Regions from separate parts of the Oryzias latipes genome. Here region 2 is linked to region 1. A link is a contact called in public Hi-C data. All regions are on one chromosome and are shown on one strand. Each heading gives the region's core, a stretch centred on a gene start, on an enhancer-like site or on the middle of the called end of the contact. The rest is flanking DNA. Distances are from core to core; before and after follow the strand shown.

Region 1 (4,943 bases), core at 133-2,632:
GGTGTCCATGGATTACATGAAATCTTTCCACCTTTATCCACCTTTGTCATGGTAGGGAGAACACGTCAATGTAAGGGTGGGGTCATCTAAGATAGCACAACGGTTGAAGGAAAGATAGGACACATTTTTTAAAAGACGAAATCTACCTGGAAGGGAGTAAAAAAAATTAAAATATTTGCTTTCCGACCCTATGCCTCCTGCCACCTGAGGCTCTCCCTCATCCCTCCATTGTGGCACTTTGGCTTTGCAAAAAAAAGGCAAACAATTTGAATGAATAATAAATTATTTGCTTTGGTTATTTTGTTTTAGTTAGTTTAGTTTTGTCACTTACATTTGCATTTTTTGTGCCAGATACCTGAGAAGAAATTATGCCAAAAGGTCTTAAAACTTTATTGCGTAAGTGCTGTTCAGTTATATTATTTTTGTATTGTGTTTATATATTTTTTTACATTTTGATTCTATAATAATGTTGTAACCAATAATAAAATGAGAAAAAGAAAGGAGTCTCAACCAAAGTCATACTGATATAAAATGTGGCACTTGACATTCAATGTTCAGCAGGAGGATTTTATTAGACTTGGGGTGTATTTTATTTTGAAATGAACGCATATGTGCTTCTGTCAAAATTAAAGGGAGTTACAATTATTGGATATAGATTTTAAAAAAAACACAGTTAAAATTCAAGTATTGTAAACAGTTTAAAGCTACATTTTGTAAATGAGTAACTTAATGGCCATAGACACATAAAGTATGCTTATATTGTAATTATTTAGAGGCTCTTGTTTGCTTTTGTTCAGTGAGAAACTGGTCCTAATCTTTCTTTTAGCATTAAAGGATGGAGACCCATATCCTATAGGCCAGATTTATTACAACACCTACTCTTTCATTAACTGATTTCATTAACTGGGTTGTAGTCTGATGTTAACTATCCTAAAAAGAAAATTGAGAAAAGACATTTATAATCAGAAGATAATGTATTTGCACATTAATGAAATAATTAAGTGAAGACTGAGTATAACAGATGTCAGCTTAGTCTTGACAGAGGATGAATTGAGTGAACTAAAAACAGTCCGAATTAATTGCATAACATCAGACTTTTTTTAAGACCAAAAAGCTGATAATGGTTATTCATGTTAATCAAGTGATGCCATGTGTACAGTAAGAGGCTCAGGAAGCCTGATTGCCGGCGCCTGCGCCTTTAAGAGCGCTGCTGTCTCTGTGCCACTGATCCCCCCCTCCTAGCAGAGGCGCATCATCGCTGCTGAGGTGGAAATTCCTCCTTTGTGGCGTTTAAAAGCTCCGCACCGAAGAGGGCATGATGTAGCCCTGTGTTCCAGCACGACCACGTTCACCAGGCGCGGGCGGTGCGTGTCACTTATAAATGGGAAATCTGTTGGGCAGCTGGCGTTTCAAGGAGCCCAGCACCATTGAGGAATGCGACTCGACGTGGGGGTCGGACTCGGAGGGCGAGGAGCCGCCAGCTGAGGATGACAGCGGGATCTCCGACTCCATCAGCCCGGCGGAGAGCGAGCGGGCCTCGGGTCAGGCGGGGGACACCTCCCCTCAGGTGCGACGGGGGCGGGGGTCAATGCGGGTGAGGATGCGGGTGAGGATGCTGGAGGATGCAGCTTCCGGCGGCGCGCGGTGTGACGGCGGCATCATCCAGCTGATGCTGCTGCTCTCACGCACAAAGGTCGCACTCCAGCGTGGAAACAGAAAACTCCAGTGTGCAGAGATGCTCTGCGGCGTTTATGTTCCTCTGGAAAAACCCGTTTTTGTTCATTTTATGGGCTTTAACCTTGAAAATATTCCTTTGTGTTCTGCTCAACACATTGATTTAAACTCAACTTTTTGAGAAAATGATTGTAGGGCATTCAAATATGTGTTAGAATTATACATGACCAGCATAAATAATAGAACAGATTAAGTCGAGCTGAGTTTATTTCATCATATTTCTCTGGCAGCTGAAAGTGAACATGACCCAGATTATCCAGAAGAATGGCATAAATGGAGGCACGCTTTCGCACCACTTCCACTTCTGTGAATTGCTCTCCTCTGTCGGAGAGAAATGCGCGGTGACAGCAGCACCTTCTGCTTTTAATCCAGAAGAACGCGCACCTGTTTTCCTTTACTTTTGGTGGATTTTTCCTTTGTAATCATCTCTCGTCTTTGATTCATCTGTCAGCTGATGGATTCTCCAGAGGCGGCTCCAAAGATGAAGAGGAGTTTTTACGCTGCCAGGGATCTCTACAAATACCGTCACAGCTATCCGGTACAGACCCACACATGTAAAGCACAGAGCTGCTGACTTGTTGACTTTTTGTTTTATTCGTTCGGTTCTTTTTGTGTTTATTTAGAACTTCAGAAAATCCCGGCAGCCCAATGAGTATCGAAACCTGCGCTTCTACATGAACAAGATCCCTCTGGTGCCTGATGGTATGATCTGTGAAAAACACACACAAAACACTCGTTTGGAACCAGGTCAGTCCACCAAGTAACCACTAGAGGACAAATATTAGTTCTTGTTCTTGTTAATGCACAATCCGGATTGAGAGAAAAAAACATACACACAGCCTGATTTTCAAAGCTTTTTGTCTTCTCTAAAAGCAAGATTATTGATTTACGAGAATGAATATCCAGATTCATTTTGAAAACCTTTCACTTTTTTATATTTGAAAGTTCTCGGCCTTTTTTGTTCTGCCTATTTAAAAAAGATCTGAGTCAAGCAAAATACTGACATGCATTGTCAACACAACTGAACCAAATCTGCAGACCTACGCTGGTCTGAAGTCATGTGACGTTAAACATTCAGTGGATTACTACATTCTGTTTTAGCTCAAATTCTATCTGGAGTTCATGCTAAAAAGTCTCCCATTAACTTCATTTAAGTTCAAATGCCACTAATTGAAATGTTTTTTTTTTACGCTTCTAAAACTCCAACAGACCTTGATCTGTCTGGACTGAGTTAGAATCAGCCTTTACTAAAGGTTTGATCAGAATTGTGCGGATGTGCTGCTGGTTGGATCCAATATGTTTTTAACTCACGAAAGTTATTTTGTTTTTTTGTGCTGCAATTAATTCTGAAAAAGCAAAAAAAGAAACCTTTCGAAATGGACAGCCAGTCATTGTAGATCGGGAAGCTAGCTTTAGCTAGCACATTTGGCTGCTTTAATATAAAAAAACATAAAAACACATTTAGCACCACCACCAAAAGAGATTATGCTCTTGGATTTATGCTTTTGTTCTCATCAAAAGTAATAATTTATTAATAAATATTATTATGAAGAACTCGAACTGCCCTTTTTTGCGCTTTTACTTTTTCATTTGATAGATTATTATTTCCCAAATATGGAAACGTTTGATAATTCAACGTTAATTCAGACTCAGAGTTTTTTGGATGGATATTATAAAAAATGGAATCTGCAAAATGTGCAGCTGACCTTGATCTAAATTGGGCGTACCAGCCTGACCTGGATGACTTAGAGTCTCCAGCCGCGCTGTAAAGCAATGATGGTGTTTGTCTATTTGTTTTTGCAATAATGGTTATGTCTGAGCGGGAAAGGCCCACAGACCGCTCCGCTGATCCGCACACATGCTCTGTGCAGCAGCTGACTGCTCTCTGTGTTTTTACAGGCATCTACATAGAAGAGATCCTCACAAAGTGGAGAGGCGACTACGACAAACTGGAGCACAATCACACCTACATTCAGTGGTGAGCAGTGATCTTCTCATCCTTAATGTGACTCGTCACTATTAGGATAAATGCCTATGGAGTTAATTCAGTCTCAATAATCAGAAATGCACACAACCGGTTTTACAAATGCACACGCTCCGATTCACAAATGTCATTTTATGCAAACGTGAAAAATAAATTCGGAAATACACACGCTGTGTTTCACAAACACACAGATTGTGTTTCACACATGCACACTAAATGTTTTACAAATGCACAATAAGTGTTTCTCACAAATGTGCACACTGTTTTTCACAAAAACATTTTAGAAATTCACAATAAATGTTTCAGAAATACACAGTAAGTGCTTCACAAACATGATTTTTAGGTACACATGTGATGTGAACTCACAGATCATTCGAATTGCAGAATGTGCATTCAAAATCCCGTTCTCGTTTGTGAATCTCCCCGTGTGTGTGAGAGATTTTTCTACGGTGAATATTGAGACTCATCTGACGGAGCGGGTCAACTAATGTCACCATTGGCTAGTGAATCTGTCAATCAAACTCATCGGCAAAGCAGGCGGGTTCGCTTTTAACCAATCGAATGGCCCCTTACACTCCTCACTTTCAAAGTGACGAGGGAGGGAGCTGTTCAGCACAGCAGTTGAAAGGACGCGGGCGGCAAACATGGCGGAGAGGTCTTCTGAACGGGATCAGTCTCAGCCCGTAAGTAATGCATTTATTTGATCATTCCCTCGTTGTACTTCCTGTAATGTTATTGAATACTAAGTTGAAGCGTTCTCCTTTGCCAAGTGACATGTGTGAATGCTTTATGAACACTGCAGCCGAGTCGTTTGCAGAGTACCCCCACCGCAAATTAGCTTAGCTTTGTTTTAGCCTGTGCAAATTGTGTCTGCCTGTGACTCTGTGAGTGAAGTTCAAGCCGGTGTCGGTTCAAGCTAGCGTCTATAGCCAATGATCTGTAGGTTCTTAACATGATTCAGATAGAACTAAGGGGAAAAGCATGCCGGATTTACAGCAGCAAAGAAAGTTTAATAAAAAGTATTGATTTGGAGACGGCGATTTGTTTAAACACTGATGCTATGCTATGCTAACTAGCTAGTTGTTCCGTGTGCTGCCTTTATATAAACGCGATCCGGGTTAAAGTTAGACACAGCATTTTCACAACCCAGACTTTAAGACGGGGTGGACTGTGCAACAAAGTTAATTCATATGACATTCATGAAAACGGCATTTTTTAAATATAA
Region 2 (4,551 bases), core at 420-2,919, 170 kb before region 1:
GACAGGACTACAACAGTAGTTTACCATCACCAAGTATGAAAGAGGAGTCAATGAATAATGGACACAATGGAAGCGCTTTGAGCGTCTGGAAGAGCGCAGATAAATCCAATGCATTATTATTATGATTGATGACTGCAAAAATGAAAAATAAATCACAACCAACTCAGTTTTTTAAAACACACACTAGCATAAATGTTTTACCGGTATGTGTTAACGTTAAATACAGAAAAAAATATGCATAACTGAAACTGCGCCCTTTAATCCAGTGCTGTTGAATTGTAACGAAAGGAGTGTGTTTTTGGAAATGATATGGCTTTAATTGCGTGTTTGTGTGTCTGGCAGGTAAGTGTGTGGTGTGGCTCTTAGACTATCACAGTTAAAAATTTCAGCTCTTGTGTCAAACTTGTTCGACTTGTTTGTGTTAAAGGCTTTAATAGAAAAAAAATGGCTGATGTAACGTGGATTAAAGCCATAACCAGTGCAGCGGGTTTTTCTGTGCTGTAAGTTTTAGTTTTTCTCATGTGAAAATCACTGAATTTGTTAATGTTTTAATCCACATTACAGCTGCTGCTATTTTTCTATTAAAGCCTCTAAAAAAATCAAAGTCCCGCCCCGCTGCCTCTGACATGCAAATTTCGGCCAATCAGTTGTAAAATGCGGGGGTCGCTGGGTTAAAATTGCGCTTGCGCAGTTGTAAGGTTCCCGAATACACTCGCTCAGTTTTCTTTGCGCTCGTTCAGTAATGGCAGCCATGAAACGCCATAGCTTTGCCACTCACATGACGTAAAAGAGATTTCACACGTTACGCTTTGGTAACTCAGGAAGCATCTGAAGCTCTGTCATTCGGGCAGAGCATTGGAGATGCAAAATGACGTTGGTCTGGCCACAACCAAAGTCAAAGTCAGCTTTATTTGTCAAATGTAGTACATACACATGATATACAGCACAGATGAAATTTCTTTCCTCTCAACACACAGAGCAAGCAGCTTATTAATAATAATAATAATAACAATAGCTATCTAAATAGGTCAGTGCAAAAGAGGAAAAAGTGACAGTTTAAAGTGACAACAGTGCTAAGAAACAGTAAGTAGACGAGTGGGTTTTGGCAGTCTTTGATGAAGATGATGTCCTGATGCAGATGGAAACGTTTTTCAGTTTAAGTTTGAAGCAGCGTCTAGACGTAATATAAGGAGCACATTTTACAGTTGACAGTGGACAGTTGAGTCCCCGAAGTGGAAATGGTGGTGGTACTATTATGACGAGTGGAGACGTCTTTTGCAGGTTAAATTGTATTGAATTCCAGAAATTATACAGAAATACAAAAAATATGTTGTGTATGATATGAATGCCACATTCACTGAGTATAATGAGAAGGGTCTGAGGGCAGGGGAGTTCAGTTTAACTTAGTGCATCTACCACCAAGATAATCAGCAATTTTATTTTATGACTGATTTTATGTTTTGTACAATTACTGGTATGAAGCCAGTTGAGACGACTGTATTGTAATATTGGGATATATAAATAAAATTGAATTTACCTGAATTGGATTAAATTGAATATTTTAACAGTAAGTGATCAGCACGTACTTGATAACCCTTGTATCTACATTAGTTTGAATGTCCAACCGATTTGCCCAGAAGAGGGCGGAGTTACGAAGATATTCAGCCATGAAAAGGTGGGCGGCGATGAAAATTCCCACAGTCATGAACGCAGCAGAGATGATGATGCCTCGCATCCATATGACCTGCTGCTAGCACACTTCGGGCTACAGGAATGAGTGTGTCCCGCGGACACACGGACATTTCGCTCGTGCGTTAAGAGAAGCGGAGCGCGCGCCGGTGAGTGAAGCCCCTCCAAACGACGGTTGGACACCCGGACGGGGGAGAGAAGCGACATGACGACGCGCTCGGAGAGGGAAAAGGCGCAGAAACTCAACGAGGAGCATCAGACCATTCTGTCGAAACTGCTGAAGGAGGAAGACAACAAGTACTGTGCTGACTGCGAGGCCAAAGGTGAGTCCGACGGTTCGATATCCAGTTCAGCAGATAGATGTACCGAGACGATGAGATAACAGCTCAGCTAACAGACAACCTGGTGATGATGGGAGTTAGAGAGAGAAACACTCTTGTTTGTTTTTAAGATTAAAGTTAGAATTGAAACCGTCAAATGGGTAAAAAGTGTTTATGTTGACTAGATAAAATTAAGTTTAAATTGATACATTGACCGAAGCGTTTATCAAGCTAAAAACCACAACGGAAAACGTCGCAAGGTTTTTCAAAATAAAACCCCCAAGAGCATCACAGTGGATCTCAAAGATAGTACTTTTTAACACGTCAGGGGAGAAAATGATTACAAAAGATCCCATGGAAATTTGCATTGAAGATTATTTTGTGCTAATTTAAATGATAACGTGTTATTTATAGCACCCCAGCAAAGAGTTATTTGTTGTCTTAAATGGGAATTGGTACTCAATTGACTTACGTGGTTAAATAAAGATGTAAAAAGTGTTTTCATATTTATGTACACTTTACTTGTGGCAATTGTTCCTAACATTTTTGTTTAGCTTTTCAGTTCAGTAATTTGCCTCTGTTTGTGCAAGTTGCAACACTGTGATTTCTTTTATTTTGTAGGCTTGCCCGTTGTAGTTCCGGTCATGCGCTGTGTTTGAGGCTGTTCTGTAGGATCGGTATCATGTCCTTGACTGGTTTATTTATGAGCGGAAAACGTTGGTGTTTGGTATAGACAGCGGCGAATTTGATATGACAAGATTTTCCTGAAAATTGTCGAAAGTCTTTGCTTTCCTTCATTTCTACATTTTGTATCTCAACAAACAAACTTTTGGAGATGAGATCTGCAATAGTTCAGGATTTCTTTTTCATATTAAATCTCACTATTTATTTTAAATAATTAAAAAAACATATTTTTTAAACTTTATTTCTTTTAAAACACATACGGTGTATTCAGAAGTAAGAAAACAAAAACAAAGCATAGCACTAATCATTGTAATTTATTTGGTCGTAAATATTTCTTTGTCAACCATACTGTACAATACATTTTAATATGAATGTTAAATTTTTATTATTTAATGGAACTTAACAAGTACAAAATAACTTGCGATGGAAAACTATATCAATAATATCAATACATCATAGTTTTTCAATAATTGATGGAAAATTGTGTTAAAGCTAAATCAGGCTCAGACTGGAATTAAATGCCTGAAATATTCTACAAGTTTAAATCAGATATTTTTCTGGCATCATTTATTATAACATATTTACTCTCAACTTTCTCTGCTGTTTTTTCTTATCTTTTTTTTGTTATTTGTGAGGAGATGAAGTTCTTGAATGCTCAAAAAATAAACCACAAGGTCTTGTTTGACCCTATGTTTTAAATAGTGAAGACAGTTTGTTTGTGTCTCAGGGTCTTAATTCCATAGACTGATTTTCATGGTTTGGAAGGGAATCTAACAGATGTTCATTTTTTTTCATTCACATATCACCACACTGAACTGTGCACCATAGACATGGATTTTAGATAGTATAATTATGACTGTATAACTGTAAAAAAAGAGGTGAACAGGTGTGTGACGAGGTAGAGGAAGGTTTCAGGTGTCATGTTTGATAAAAGAGTGTCAGCAGGAAGGAAAAGAAAGGTGTAGAAGACCGTGGTGAGAGCAGCCGTGTTGTTGGTTTAGAGACTGAGAAAGAGACAGGAGGCAGATCTGAAGATAGCAGAGATGAAGAGGATAAGGAGGTTCTCTTTGGGAGTGATGACGATGGATCCATCAGAGGAACAGATCATGGTAGATTTTTTGGAGATAAATGCAGGGAAGCAGATGGAGATGATTTAGGAACAGAGATGATGTTGGTAAGAAGATGCTGAGGTCGGAGCTACAAGGACAGAAGACTGGAGGAAGACCAAAGATGAAGTGAAGGAGGACTTGAGGATGGTTGGTGTGAGAGAGTGATGTGGGATTAAATGGATTTACTGTGGCCATCTCTAAAGGGAGCAGCCAAAAGGCAACAGGAAAATTGAGCTCTTTGCCTGAATGGTTTGTTGGCAGGCCTCTGTTTTACGTGTCAAAGCCATGTTCTCGCTGTGTTCCCGGGTGTACTGTGTTTCTGGGCGTGGCGTGCCGGCTGCAGTGAGTGACTCACCTTACCCCTCCAGCTGTAATTACAGCCATACTCCTGTCTGCTGTCGACACACTGCCCCACATTCTGCATCTGAGTGCATGTGCAGGAGGTCCTCCTTGATTACAGGTCATTTTGCTGCAACCGTCAGCAGCTTCAGATGCTTCCTGACGCCTCACACGCCCGCTGCTCAGCTAAATGTCAGTGTGAGGACTCAGGGCGGGCATTGCACATGCTCTTCTCAGCACATAGTGGTGATCTGCTTCGGATGTGCTGGCTTAACAAAAAACAGCAACGTAGAATCACTATCAGAATGTGACCTCAAACTCACAGTTGTTTGCATGTGGTGCCACATTTGTGCGGCTGTGGTACAGCGGTAGAGCGATCGAACTCTGATCGGAAGATTGCAGGTTCAGTT

What was found. A called contact is a pair of places that touch in the nucleus more often than the background predicts.
Region 2: a Hi-C map of embryo shows a contact between it and region 1, with 2.9 times the contacts expected there. The contact joins the promoter of LOC101169097 here to the promoter of LOC101170077 in region 1. A contact is called at or near these places in 4 of 5 Hi-C or Micro-C datasets (embryo and fibroblasts).

Annotation. Positions count from the first base shown.
Region 1 is chr15:8,804,056-8,808,998 of ASM223467v1, reverse strand. It overlaps LOC101170077 (opioid growth factor receptor-like protein 1), which reads left to right and starts at 1,382. Exons shown (of 8, transcript XM_011472790.2): 1 at 1,382-1,567; 2 at 2,186-2,272; 3 at 2,358-2,436; 4 at 3,634-3,712. The coding sequence starts at 1,382.
Region 2 is chr15:8,977,595-8,982,145 of ASM223467v1, reverse strand. LOC101169097 (stromal membrane-associated protein 1) reads left to right here and starts at 1,669. Exons shown (of 11, transcript XM_020701497.2): 1 at 1,669-2,012. The coding sequence starts at 1,895.